4 separate regions of the Mus musculus genome follow, and all the other regions are linked to region 3. A link is a contact called in public Hi-C and promoter capture Hi-C data. All regions are on one chromosome and are shown on one strand. Each heading gives the region's core, a stretch centred on a gene start, on an enhancer-like site or on the middle of the called end of the contact. The rest is flanking DNA. Distances are from core to core; before and after follow the strand shown. Region 1 holds the start of Vapb (vesicle-associated membrane protein, associated protein B and C). Region 2 holds the start of Rab22a (RAB22A, member RAS oncogene family). Region 3 holds the start of Rtf2 (replication termination factor 2). Region 4 holds the start of Ankrd60 (ankyrin repeat domain 60).

Region 1 (3,308 bases), core at 172-2,671, 1.3 Mb after region 3:
TTTAATCCCAGCACTCGGGAGGCAGAGGCAGGCAGATTTCTGAGTTCGAAGCCAGCCTGGTCTACAGAGTGAGTTCCAGGACAGTCAGGGCTACACAGAGAAACCCTGTCTCAAAAAACCAAAAAACCAAAACCAAAAACAAAACAAAACAAAACAAAACTAGACTGAGGGAAACCTGAGTTTCCTTTAAAAGCACAAGGCGTATAATGGAGCAGTGGGTGACTATGATGAACTGAAGCCCTAAAATCTCAAGAAAGCAGAACAAAATGTCATAAAAGCTAGACTTTCATAGATTCAGTACACATGAAGCAGTAGTAGCAGAACACAAGGAAAGAACAGATGGAGAGGAAAACAATCCTGAAGAGCAAGAAATGAGAGGCCAAAAGAAACAGTACATCTAATGGGAAAACCAACGTAAAGCAGCAGAAATAAACCCAGGTACACCAACAAATACAATAAGTATAAATGGATTAGATGCACAAGCTAAAAGACAAAGACTACCCCTTGGAAACTTTTATTATGAAAATAACTTCAGGTGTATAGAACATGGGAAGTACATGAACAACATGGATATTCCTGCCATATAGAGTCATGTGTACTCTTCACACGAATGTTTGATGAGGAGGCTATGAAGGTCTATTTTACATAGTATACGTTACACAATGAAATACTAGTCACGTGCCAATGGGAACATACAGGGCTTATTTTGGGTATCAGACAGAGCTAGGCTCTCAGTTACTTTTAGTCATGTGATTTATGTGTGTAACTAATTTATTCTCTCAGTGAGGTCCTAGCACGGTGTGAAGCAGGTCGTTTTCTGGTTATTGTATTTCTAAATATTTCTTGCATAAACAAGTAATGCTATCAGCAAATGGTTCAGTGCAGCGCTTTGCGGTTTGGTAAACACTGAATGCAGAATAGCTTTTATTTATGACAGTTACTGAAAGCATTCAGCGGAGTGGCACGAAATAAGCAAACAATAATTGCCAGTTTATTATATTTATAATTGTTATTTATGAACTGTCACAAGGCCTGGCACATATCACTAACCCGTAAACATTGTGTTTGTAAGAATAATAAGTACTTTATTATATTCAGGCTCAGTAGAGCCTGGCACCACACGTGCGGGAAGAAAGTGGAAGTTTATTCTTGTTAATTATTATTATTAAGTAAAGCACTTAACAACAGTTCTCCCCGCAGGCGCTTACTGAACAGTCTCACTGGAGACCGCCCCTCCTCCCAAGCCTCGAGAGGCCACGCCCCCTGTCTCGGAAGCTCCGCCCTCTACCGCCCGGTCTGTGCCTGCGCAGTGGCCCTGAACACCCTGCGCATGCGCAGTCTCCCTTTTGTCGCTGGAGCCGCTGGCCACTGCCGGAGCCCGGCATCTGCTACGTACGTGCGTACGTGCGTGCGTCGGGGCGTGCGTGGGTACGTCGTGCGTGCCGTGAGCTCGCCCGGCACCGCGGCCTCGCCCTCCGCCCCTGCGCCCCGCCACCCAGGCCGCCGCCCCCCGCCCGCGCCGTCGCCCCCGACGGGGAGGACCATGGCGAAGGTGGAACAGGTCCTGAGCCTCGAGCCACAACACGAGCTCAAGTTCCGAGGTAAGCGGCCGGCCGGCCCGGGAGCTGTCACTCAGCGGCCGGTGCCGGAAGGGACGCGCCCTGAGGGCAGGACACTGTCCGCTTGAGGCCCGCATGCACCAGGCGTCTAATGCATGCATGTGGAGTCAGTGCATGGAAACGGTTTGCCTGAGTACCCTTCCATCAGCTCCCCCGAGGCAGCGAGCTGCCGGGGTTACAGCCCACGAAGCCCGTGCACACTTTCTGTGTAGTACACTTTCTGTATACATCTGTGTGTAAAGGTGCATGCCCAGGTGATTAAAAAGGTGCACGTAGACAAATATATATGCATGGTATACGCATGTTATAGATAGTGTGTATACATACATGTGCGTACATATATGTACATACACACACACAAGTGTGTGTGTATGTACACATGAATGTTTCCATTCACTAATTTTAAGGGCCACGAGGCAACAGGGTCCATGCCCAGCCTGTTCCTTGCTTCGTTGCATGTTTGAGTCATGAGATTGGGCACAGGAGGCCTATAAAGTTCAACAACCAGTAAGCAAGATGGCAGAATACAGTGGTAAGCACTAGGAGGAAGAGGAAGAAACTGGACTCTATGAAGGTGTACTTGAGGTTGGCTGATATGATCCTCTGTGTATTGCCCACGTGTAGCCCACAGCTGGCACACACGATTTTGGGTGGCCGAGAGTCACCCGTTTCTCCACCGCTGGGAAGTAACGTAGGATCACAGCTCTTATCTAGTTGTCGCATTTGAGTTCTGATTTCAGACGTTCAGATACTTAGCCACTGTACCCACAGACTCTTGGGAAATGCTTCAGATCTGTGGCTGTTCACCTTGCCTTCCAGGTTCAGAGTGTGCAGTGTGACTCTTACAAGGAAGCAGAGGCCGTCCAGTCAACCTGAAAACAAAAACCTTAGGCAGCCTAACACAGGGCTGTGGAGATGGTTCACCGGATAAAGAGCTTGCTGTCAAGGCTGAGGACTTTAGTTCAATCCCTGAGTCCCACATGGTCAAAGGAGAGAACCGACTTGTGCACATTGTCCGCTGACCCCAACAGGTGCAGCCTGGCACACTTGTGAACAAACACACAGACACATACACAAAAAAATTTCAATAGAAGCATCGACTTAAATGTGGACCCTCGTCACCAGAGGTTCCCCCACTTATCGGGATCCCACTTGTTAGCGACAAGGAAGTGGTGTCCGTTTGGTAGTGACTATTTGGAATTTCGAATGCTGAGTCTTTTTCAGGTTACAGTGGTGCGTGATCCCGTGCCTGACTGCACAGCAGTGAATCGCCGCCTGGTTATAACTGTAGCTCTGTGTATTTTGTGTGTTTGCACCCTGTCACGAGTGCAAGGCGTCCATCTCTGTGGTGGGGTGCTCATGTGCATAAACTCTTTGGCTGGTGTCTTTATTTATTTTGCGTTTATGTGTTGCGAATGGCAGTATGTGTGCCACAGTGAGTGTGTGGTACCCAGAAGACAACTTGTAGGAATCATTTCTGTCCTTCCACCCTTGGGGGTGGAACTCAGATCTCCCGTCTTGCGCAACAGTGCTTTTGTTTCCTGATCTGTCACACGCTGGTGTTCTCTTTTAGAGATATGTGGGTTCTCGTGTGCTGAGGTCAGTTCAGGCTGACCTCAGTCTTGAGACAACCCTCCTGATTTTGCTTCCCCAGGGCTGGTGTTACTGTCTCAGCACATATTTGAATAT
Region 2 (3,635 bases), core at 254-2,753, 1.2 Mb after region 3:
CAATGAGGCTCTAAGCGGTATGGTGACCTGCCCCAGATCCCACTGCAACTGGAGTGATCCAGGACTGCACCTGAGGGCTGACTCAAGGGCCAGGCCTCTTCACCACTCACTTTTCTTTTCTCTCCAAGTGTCATGCTACACTAATAGAGTTGACACACACACACTCACACACACACACACTCAGGGATCAAATGTGCTCAACACTGCAATGGTCTACCAAACATTCTCAGTCAACATCAACTCCTGTCAGGGAGTTTCAGGTAGGGAAGGGAAGGGGACAGAAGTAACTCCTAGGGCTGGGACTCAGGAAGCCCCAGTTGACTGTGGTGATTTGTGTCATCTGAGGTGATTTGACCTCAACCACCAGCAAGCCTCCCTGGGTTTTTTTTTTTTTTTTTTCCTGCTCCCCTCTGGCTTGTGAGGGAGATCTAGTTCATCTTTGTAAATTCATAAGCCCAACAAATGGCCCGAGCAAGTAGAGGTAGGCGCTGAAAAACTATATTGGATAGACAAGCCAAAGCTTCGTTTGTCCATTAGCCACAAATTGGAACTTGCACTTCGAAGGTGGCATCTCTCTCAGCTACTGTCTCTTAAAATAATTCCAGAGAAGAAGTGGAGGCTGAGAAGGGTCAAGTGGAAGAGACCCACTCAAAACATGGAAAGCAGTGGGCTCCATGAAGACATGGAGCTGGCCAGGCCCACAAGTAGGGCGTCACTCCCAAGCCCTAACTAGGAACCCAAGGAGGTTCCTCCCAGGTTGGGATTGGCTTTCCCTCTCACAGCTCCTAGCGCAGCCAGAGGAGAAAGTGACAGGAAGACAAAGTTTCCAACAGACCCAAGTCCTAGCCCAGGAGGGAAGGGCACCTGAGAAGAAGCGGGCTCGAGATAGGCTCGACCTGAGGCTCCTGTCCCGTCTAAGTGCACCCCACAGTCCTCTGGGAGGGACCCAAGGAGGGGCGGGGCGCCCCAACTGTTACTTACAGTCCTCTAAGTCATCCTGCAAGTCCACAAAGTACAGAGGGATCTCTGAAAAAAAATCAAAAGACACACAAGGAGCTACACGGGGCTGCGCGGGCGGCGAGTCCCGGGCTCGTGCGGAGGTGGGGTGAGGGGGGCTCTCGGGGAGGGGAAGGGGAGCCGTCGGAGACCCCTGAGCCTAGACCCCACTCACCCGCCATCTTAGGATGTGCCAGAGGGCGGGGCTGGAGGCGGGGGCGAGCCCAGAGGCCACGCCCATCCCTCGCGCTCCGCCCACCAGCCTGGCCTCACTCACCCGCCGCCATCTTGGGACGGGTGGAAGGTGGAGCTAGAGGCGTGGTAGCTTCAAGATTACGCCCCATCCCGCCCCGCCCACTCCTTAGAGAAGATGGGGCTGAGGCGGAGCTGGAGGGTGGGGCGACGCTGAGGCTCCGCCCATTGGTGCTCCGCCCACCCGCCTGTGAGCTGCGAGCCGGCCGCCCCGCCCTCGCGGAGAAGGTGGCTGCCGAAGTGGGCGGGGAGGTCAGGTGACCCAGCTGGCGTCCCAAGATGGCGGCGGCGGTAGCGCCCGGGAGGCCAAGGCGGTGTCCCGGCTGTTGAGGTGACTCCGCCGGACAAGTGACGGGGTCGGCCGGACCGGAGGGCGGCGGCGGACGCACGGCCGCCCGGAGTGCTCGGCCGGGACTTGGCGGTGAGGCGGCGGCGCCGGGGGATGCTGGTGCTGGGCCGGGCCTCTCCCTCCTCAACTTAGGGCGGCGGCGGGCCCGCACCCCTGGTTCCCGGGCCATGGCGCTGAGGGAACTTAAAGTGTGCCTGCTCGGGGTAAGTTGCAGCGGGCGGGGTCCGGAGGGTCGCGGAGGCCGGGCGGGCGGGCCCCGGCACTCCAGGGCCCCTTGCACCCCTTTACGCTCAGCGCGGGACGCAGCCCCCCACAGACCCCTTAGGGCGGCGGGACCAGCAGGCTGTGCCCCACCCAAGGCCCCCAGGTGTCAGGGTGGCCCCCGGCGCCCCGGAGCGACGCCCTCTTTCCATCCCACAGTGAAGTAGCCCACAGGTAGTTTCCTTCCAACTTTGCGAGGGACACCTTTAAAGTTAGACAAGTTTCTGAAAGTTAACCCTCCCCAGCAGGGCTTTGGGTTTTATGCGCACACTTGGCCTCCTTTCAGCAATGTGGGATGGTTTTGAACTTTTGGGACGTCTTTGACACTTCTGCAAGAGTTACTTTCCATTAAAGTTCACTCTTCACTAGAACAGGGAGGAGTTACCAGGACTTTGAAGGTTCAGCTTCCGGTCCTCTCACAGTAGTTTGGCCTTTTCAGAGCCTTCTAATGATCTCCTTCCTGAGTTTCTGTTTTAATGACTGAAAAAAAAAAAATTCCAATAACTACATGGTTTTTGCCCCTTAGCAGGGTGGGGCTAGGGTTCATCCCGATTACTCCGCAACTTGGGAGCGCATAGTTTTACTGGTATATGTTAAAAGGCCAGTGAGTCCAGTCACCTTTCACACAGGACAGGCATTGAAGAGGCCTTTTTACTTTGGGAGGGAGCAGGAGTTCAGTCTTAGAGACTAAACCTAAACCTTGTACATCCTAGGCAAGTCCCGCCACTGAGTTGTGTGTCCCCAGTTTGCTTGCTTCTATTTTTTTAGCAGGATCTCCAGAAGTTGCCCAGGATAGCCTTGAAATCTCAGCCTCAGCAGGCCTTGAACTTGGAACCCTCCTGCCTCTGCCTCCCAGATTTGCTAAGATCGCAGTCCTGTAGCACTAGGCCGTCGTAGGTCTTTCCGGAGGTCCTAGTGTCACTTAAGAACTGCAGAATCCTTCCCCAGTACTTTCAAGATGGTTTCTCACTAGTTGGCCATGACTGGCACTGTGCTCAGTTCTTAGGCTAAGAAATCTGCCTGCTTCTGTCTCCCAGGTACTGGAATGAAAAGCATGCGCTCTGGCCCCGTAATATAGTTACTTCACTGACTTATTACAGAAGCCTGTTGTGTCTCTCCATCTGCAGATGGAAATGCTTTTTCTGCAGTCCTCCACTTTAGGCTACAAAGTAGTCTTGGGTGTCTACAAATAGGTTAGTTTTTCCTCAGTGCCCCATCTTACTCTCTTTCAGGATACGGGTGTGGGTAAATCGAGCATCGTGTGGCGGTTTGTGGAAGACAGTTTTGATCCGAATATCAATCCAACCATAGGGTAAGAGAACAAGTTTATTTACTGTATACGTCTATCCCAGAGTTCGTGGAAAGTCATCGCAAGCAGGAACGTGTGACCGGGTGTAACTCCTGTTGTCCTGAACTTGATGAAATTTTGAATTGCTGGGTCTTGACATTCCCAAAATGATTTGAGAGAATACAGTGAGGTTTACTGTATCCTAGGAGAATATCTTCAGACTTTGGGAATAAGAACTTCAACAATGAAAAAGAATCAGTTGACATAGGAGTTTACAGACCCAGTTACACCTTGAAAGAGAGCAGATGAAAACACGTTCCGATGCAGGTCTTTGGGGGGGCATACCCAGTTTTGGTCCTTGAAAAGAAGTAGAATTGAATTCAAACCCTTTTGAACTGGTGACAGCTTTAAATTAATGAATTAACTTAAAAATGGTCTGGTTTGGGGTTGTTTGGTTGATTAGGCTTTGTTTGGGGGGCTTTTTTGTTT
Region 3 (3,401 bases), core at 37-2,536:
CTGTTAAGACACCTACGTGTGACTCTCTCCCTTGAAAGAGCCATCGACAAGTTGAGGGTGTTTAGTGTCATAAAGCTGAAGGCACAGTAAGTCACTTCTTAGGCCTGCAACCACCTAGGATCCCAGGAGCATTGGAGTCCCAGAGGACACAGCACTCCCCTAAGTGAGGGTGAAAAGGCAGAAAAGATGGTCATCTGAGACTATCTGGTCACTTTAAGCAGTGTGGGCTTCAGAATGGCCACCTTGCAGGACTGGTGTAGACACAGAAATGAAGGAGGCCATACTTATCCCAGGACTGCTCACTTATGCATACCATTTGCCCCTGTTGTTCCTCTGGGCCTACAGCTCATGTTAGTACCCCAAAGGCAGACTAGGGGGTCACTGAACCCCTTATTTGTTCTCTTCCCAATATGATCACCCTCCCCTTTCTCTGTCTGCACTAATCTCTGTAGCTGGTACAATGGGATGAGTGGCTACTCTAAGCTTGTTGGAGACACTGTAGCCCTAGCTTCTGCCCAAAATACATCTGGATACAGGGTGGAGAGGCGCTCAGTGGCTAAGAATGCTTGCTGTTCTTTGAGTAAGCACAGGATGGATTCCCAGAACCCCAGCAGCTCACAACCATATCAACTCCAGTCCCAGGAAGATAGAACACCCTCTTCAGGCCTCGACAGGCATCTGCAGTTAGGTAGCGCACAAGCAGGCCCACCCACCACGTCTTTTTTTTTTTTTTTTTTTTAATTTTATGTATTTGAGTACACTGTAGCTGTCTTCAAACACACCAGAAGAGGGCATCAGATATCATTATAGATGGTTGTGAGCCACCATGTGGTTGCTGGGAATGGAACTCAGAACTTCTGAAGAGCAGTCAGTGATCTTAACCACTGAGCCATCCCTCTAGCACCCACAACGTCTTTTCTTTTCTAAGTCTGGATTTAAAATACATGAGAGGTAGCTGAGAAGACAGATTCCGGCCATCTCCTCCTTAGACTTACAGCACTACTGGTCTGCAAAAATGCCAGAGACGCAGACCTCGGGACAACCCCGACAAATGTTCTCCCGTCCTCCCTCAGGCCCAAGCTTACGGAACCACAGAGGAAAAAACAGGGACCGCCCACGACCGGAAGTGGACGCACTCCAAGGATGCTCCAGCACGTCGCCCTGAAACCACGCCCAACTCCCGGACAAGATTTTCAAGACAATTGGTGTGGACCAAGGCCTCGCGCGGCGACCCCGCCCCTTTCGCGGCGCGCTGGTTGTGTGCGTCATCAAGGAGCGCCGGAAGTAGGTAGGGTTTCGCCAGAGACCCCGGAAGCGACGGCTTCTCGTCTTTGCTAAGGCTTCTGGTTTTTGCTACGGTTTCTGATTTCGGCTTTGGGATGGGTTGCGACGGAGGCACCATCCCCAAGAGGCACGAGCTGGTGAAGGGGCCGAAGAAGGTCGAGAAGGTCAGTGGGGACTGCGGGCTGCGGGGCTCGGGATGAACGGTGGTCACAGCGCTTGTGGAGGGTTTACTGTTTGCAGGCACTGAACAGTACGGTTAGACTGGGATCCTCCCCACAGACGCTGTGTTGATTTGAAACATTAACGTTGAACGGGACGGAGACTGGAGAGCTAGTTAGTGGCCCAGCCAGGACTGGAACGTATCTGTAGCTAGCGACGATCACGGTGATAGATGCTATTTATGGACTTTGTGTGTTTTTGTGAAAGGCTCTCACAGTGTGGCCCTGGCTGGCTGGGACTCCCACCTCTGCCTGCTGAGCACTGGGATTAAAGGTGTTGGCCAACAGGCCTTGGTATTTGAATAATACTTTTTTTAAAAATGTTTTGTGTGTGAGTGTGGTATCCAAGGAGGCCAGAAGAAAGCATCGGACGCCCGGGAGCTAGAGCTACAGGTTTTTGTGAGCCATTAATCTTGGCTGTTAGAACCAAACGCGGATCCTTTGGAAGAGCAGTACACAGGCTTAACCACGGAGCCATCTCTCCAGCCTGAGCTTTGTGTATTAAAGTCTCCCCAAACCATTCCCCTTTGTGAAGTCACACCCTTCTTAAACTAATTATCAGCTCTTAGCACTCTGAATTGGTGGTTGAGCCCAGCTGATGGTCACGTGACTGCAAGCTCCTCCTGGTGAACTCTGTGCACTGTTTTTCTTCCAGAACTAGCACAGTTTCTGCCACAGTGAATATTTTTGAATAAATGCGTGGGCATTCTGTAAATCTTACAAGACATTGAGCAAAGTGTGTACTTAATGGATGGGAAATTGAATGCCGCAAAGTTAGTTAACACCACTGACGTGGCCTAGAGTCATGAACCACTGTCCCCATCCATTTATGTGCATTTCAAAGCTAGTGTTGATGATGACTGTTTAATAATAGAAGGCACAGAATGCCCCCGATACAGTTCCCAGCACGGGGAGAGAATGCCCCCGATACAGTTCCCAGCACGGGGAGGATCATGTTTCCTGATCCAACATTCAGAGAACTTTGGGATGGGAGGTGAATCCCATCCAGTGTTGTACTTAAGACACTGCATAACTTCCTGACACATCCCTAATAAACTCCATTGGGTCCTGTGTGAACAAACCTCTGCTTGTCTTTTTGCCCTCTCTTCTGCCCCTCTTTAGCTCTTTCACTCTGTTCTAGATACCATAGACCTTGCCCCAGCGTCCTGAACATTCCTCACTCATAGTGACATCATGACTTGGGGGGGAGGGGCCACTTGAAGCAAGGTCTTGCTGTGAGGTAGCCCAGGCTTGCCCCAGCCCCCGGAGTGCTGGTTACAGTGTGTGCTGCTTGGCTCTTTCCCCTCATTTGTCCACCCAGCCTTCACCACAGTCAGCTGCAGTCACTCTTTAGGCCCGCCCCCTCTGCTGCTTTCCTTTTTTTTTTTTTTTTTTTTTCTATGATCCCTGCCTCTGTGGTTATCGACTATGTATCTCTCTCTCCCATGTGCTCTGGGATCCTTGCATGTCTTAGCTCTGCAGTCTATAAGATGTTTCTGCACATTATAGACATCCACTGAGCATATGTTGAAAGTCTGAGGACAGAGTGCCCTCGGACCAGGCCAACATGTCACATTCAAGTGTGCATAAAGTATTCATCTTACTGTTGTTGTCTTGTGCCCAGGGCTGACATGGAGTAATGGAAGAGTTGGCAAAAAACAGCCAACCACACCCAAACAATTAAAAACAAACAACAAACAAAAAACCCTGATCTTAGAAGGGTAACGAAAAGAAAGAATGATCAGGAAGAGTAGTTTTTATTAACCCATTTGTCCAAGTACTTATAAAATGCTTGTTATATATACAATTCTGGGACCTAATGGCAAATTATCCCTTCTAGAGCTTCCATTTGAAATGCCTGTTATGAAGTAATCATATAGATATGGGGTAGGGATCTGC
Region 4 (3,448 bases), core at 910-3,409, 1.1 Mb after region 3:
AGCATACTTATGTAGACTGGGGTCGGGTGAGTGGTGATAGCTGGGGGGAGGGGTGTCTCAGAGTTGGGTACATAGGCTCTGTGCTGATGCTTGTGATGTGGGTGGAGTCTGCTCTGGGATTCAGGGTGCTGGTGTGGCCAGGGGCAGCTAGAGGATATGAGGGTCAGACATAGCAGTGTGTGGACCGACTGTGGGACCCTGAGGTGGGCAGTTTGTCTCAGCTTCGGTATCCTTGTGTGGAAACAGCCATGGAGGATAGCCAGTCCTGATGGTCATATGTTTTTAGCCTGGGGGACTTGGGGCTCAGATTTGGTCAGGCTTGTTTTGGTTTGGGGTGGGTCCTAAGGTAGGTAAAGGATTGAAGTTTCAGTGTCCTCGTGTAAATGCAGCTGCTATAGGATTTGGGGTTCTGAAGTAGTGAGAGCTAGTCTGAAGATTTTGGGGTTCAGTCTTGGGTAGGTATATCCTGGATTTGGGGGTACCAAGTGGGAAGTATTTGTTTTACTTTTGATATCCTTATGAGTGAGTGGGTGGGGTACTTGGGTTCCTAAGAGACTGATGGCTAGCCTAGATACTTGAGGTTCAAACCTGGGTTCATGTTTGTTCTGGGCTTGGGGTTCCAGGATAAGCAAGGTTCATTTTGAGTTTTAGTATCTCTGTATGCAGAGTTAAGTGAGCAGGCATTTGGGGAGCTGCAGTAGTGGTTAGCCTGAGAGATTTGGGGGTTTAACCTTGAGTAGCTGTGTTCTGGGCTTGGGGTTGTAGGATTGGCAGGTTTTGTTTTGAATTTTAACACCCTTGAGAGAATATACAGTTGGTATGAGTTGGGGGGCGGTGTTGGTAGCGGTTGGTGTGGGAATGAGATCTGGGCACTCAGCTTTATTCTGGGTTTGGGGTTCCAGGAGGGGAAAGTTTGATCTGAGTTCTAGCATCTCTATGTAGACACAGTTGATGGAATCTTGGGGTCACCTAAAATAGATCTGGTCATGCTTGGCCTGGATTTGGGGTTTCCTAAGGTGGGTAGGATTTTGTTTAGTATCTCTGGATAGCCAGTGGGGATGGAGGACATGGGTTCCCGAGGCAGTGGTCATTAGCCTAGAAACCAAGTTCAGTCTTGGTCGACTTTGTCCTGGGTCTTGAGGGTCCCAGGTCCAGATGGCTTCTTCTGTGTTTGTGCAGACATGTATGGACACGGTTGGTTTGAGTTTTAGGGTTGGGGCTCTGAGCTAGTTATTTTCAGCTTGGAGATTTGGGGTTCAATCTTAGGCAGATGTCCTCTGCCTTTGGGGACCTGAGGCCAACAAGGTTTGTCCCAGCTTCTGAAATGCTCGCATAGACAGGCTAACTAGAGAATTTGGTATCCACCACTTAGGGTTTGGTTTGGATCCAGGTTCTCATGGGGGGAAAGGCCTGTCCTCGATTTGGTAGTGGTAGGGTCTACTAAGACCTAGTTTTGTTTCAAGAGTGAAGTCTTAGGTAGACATGGTTGTCTTGGGGGCCTGGGCTCCCTAAGGAAGACAAGAGGCTGCCCAGAAGGTCTTGTGGTTTTGAGAGTTGAGGTTCTGAGCAGCCTGGACTTGCTCAAGGTTGGCAGACCACAGCCTGCGACAGACACAATGCTTGTGAATGAGGTTCACCTATATATTTGGGGTTAATAAGACACCCACCCATGTGCTTGGAGTTAGGAGCCCTTGAGTGGCCAGCGCTCCAAGGGGCCGTTCTAGATGGGGCTCGAGTGGTTGGGTTTGACTTGGTCACCTTGGATTCTCTGGCAGTTACGAGTGTCATGGGGACCCAGGGCAGGAGTGGGCCGGGGGGGGGGGCCATTGAGTGGGAGGAGCTCATGGGGTGCGGGAAGGGGTCGGGCAGGGGCCACCTCGGTCCAGGAAATGCAGCCGCTGCAGGTTGAAGGGGATGCCGACCATCAGGTCCAGCTCTTCTTTGAGCTCCCGCACTGTCATGTCGTTGCGGCAGTTGGCCACGCGGAACAGCTCCCCAGTCTCCTCCAGCTTCACCCGCAGGACATAGACGTCAGGAGTCAAGTCTGGCGACACGGTGGAGGCAAGCGGGTCCCCTGTGTGCCCCCTAACCTGTGCGCGGGCCCTGCTGGAGGGCTGAGTGTGGCGCGCGCCCGCCTTGGGGTCGTCCCCCTGCCGTTTCGGCGGACGCGCGCCCGCCCCCGCCACGTCTGCCGCCCTCCGCATGGCCCGCGTCATCCCGCGCGTCATCGCCGCCCCCGCCTGGGGCCCCCGGGACAGGAGAGGGGCGCCCGCGCTTCCGGAGACTGCTCCCCCCCCCCCCCCCCAGCCTCCTCCGCGGTCCTCGCCAGCCTGCTAGCCCTGTGGGGAACCTCTTGTCTGTTCAGGGCAGTCTGCATGGTTAGGGAGAAACGCTGGGTCCACAGTTTCTAAGGTGGTCGACAGGCTTGCTGCCGTGTGCTTTTAGGAACATAGCAATCCAAGCTAACCTGGGCCACGCTGGAACAGGCAGAGGCTTGGGTGGAAATGGCATCAAACCCGTGTGCCCTGACGTTGTGACATCCTCGGAGGGAGAAAAGTATGGAACACATCTGATGGGAAGGCTAGGCTTAAACCTTTTCAGGGGAAGCTCAAACCGCAGGGTTGGGAGGGTGTAGGCCCTCAAATACCACCAGACCCAAAGCAAGGCCTTTAGGGGCTAGAGGAAGCACCATGGAACGGGCAGGGAGCCAGAACGCCCTTCAAAAACTCTGTTGTTACCACGAACAAAATAGAAGCTTGAAAAATAGTTTGTATAGCAGTTACACAAATTTGGTCTAAGGCATGGTGGTCCAGGCCACCCACTCACTTGGGGGCAGAGGCACATGCAGTTCAAGGTGACATAAAGGGACGGTGGTTTAATCCTTTTATATCAGAGAGGCTCATTCTAAATGATGGATAATTATAATGTGTACAGTGAACAGGCTGGGGTCTTACAGTCTTTCTTTTTTTTTTTTTTCTTTTTTCTTTTTCTGCAGTACTGAGTATTGATCCCAAGGCTCCACCCAGGAACAGAACTCCCCCCCCCCCCCCCAGCAGCTGTCTTGTAGCCACAGTCTTGATAGGAGGCTGGTCTTGTCATAAGTGAACAATTTCATTTCAGTACCTAGATTCTACCTCAGAACACTAAATAGTTATTTTTATCTTTATTATTTGTCTTTTGTTTGTGGGATTTTTTTGTTTTGTTTTGTTTTGTTTTGTTTTGTTTTGTTTTTTGAGACAGGGTTTCTCTGTGTAGCCCTGAGTGCCCTGGAACTCACTCTGTAGACCAGGTTGACCTCAAAATCAGAGATCTGCCTGCCTCTGCTTCCCGAGTGCTCTGATTAAAGGCGTGTGTCATGACTGCCTGGTGTTTTTGCTCTTCTTTCTAGAAAATTATGCTCTATAAAGGATCCAAGATTCTAGCTGAGAATAATTTTCCCTCCTTTTAG

Evidence for each region. Promoter capture Hi-C pulls out the DNA fragments that hold promoters and counts their contacts. A called contact is a pair of places that touch in the nucleus more often than the background predicts.
Region 1: a promoter capture Hi-C map of pre-B cells shows a contact between it and region 3, with 6 times the contacts expected there. The contact joins the promoter of Vapb here to the promoter of Rtf2 in region 3. A contact is called at or near these places in 1 of 39 promoter capture datasets (pre-B cells) and 1 of 484 Hi-C or Micro-C datasets (CD4 T cells).
Region 2: a Hi-C map of B cells shows a contact between it and region 3, with 11 read pairs. The contact joins the promoter of Rab22a here to the promoter of Rtf2 in region 3. A contact is called at or near these places in 4 of 39 promoter capture datasets (the 3T3-L1 cell line, the C10 cell line, erythroid cells and 1 more) and 4 of 484 Hi-C or Micro-C datasets (B cells, CD4 T cells and CD8 T cells).
Region 4: a contact with region 3 is called in a promoter capture Hi-C map of pre-B cells. The contact joins the promoter of Ankrd60 here to the promoter of Rtf2 in region 3. A contact is called at or near these places in 2 of 39 promoter capture datasets (the 3T3-L1 cell line and pre-B cells) and 1 of 9 other capture datasets (embryonic stem cells).

Annotation. Positions count from the first base shown.
Region 1 is chr2:173,736,150-173,739,457 of GRCm38.p6, forward strand. It overlaps Vapb (vesicle-associated membrane protein, associated protein B and C), which reads left to right and starts at 1,422. Exons shown (of 6, transcript NM_019806.5): 1 at 1,422-1,601. The coding sequence starts at 1,544.
Region 2 is chr2:173,658,342-173,661,976 of GRCm38.p6, forward strand. It overlaps Rab22a (RAB22A, member RAS oncogene family), which reads left to right and starts at 1,504. Exons shown (of 7, transcript NM_024436.3): 1 at 1,504-1,800; 2 at 3,091-3,170. The coding sequence starts at 1,765. It also overlaps the pseudogene Ppp4r1l-ps.
Region 3 is chr2:172,439,292-172,442,692 of GRCm38.p6, forward strand. It overlaps Rtf2 (replication termination factor 2), which reads left to right and starts at 1,287. Exons shown (of 9, transcript NM_025542.2): 1 at 1,287-1,448. The coding sequence starts at 1,380.
Region 4 is chr2:173,576,114-173,579,561 of GRCm38.p6, forward strand. It overlaps Ankrd60 (ankyrin repeat domain 60), which reads right to left and starts at 2,160. Exons shown (of 4, transcript NM_027303.2): 1 at 1,877-2,160. The coding sequence starts at 1,961. It also overlaps the pseudogene Ppp4r1l-ps.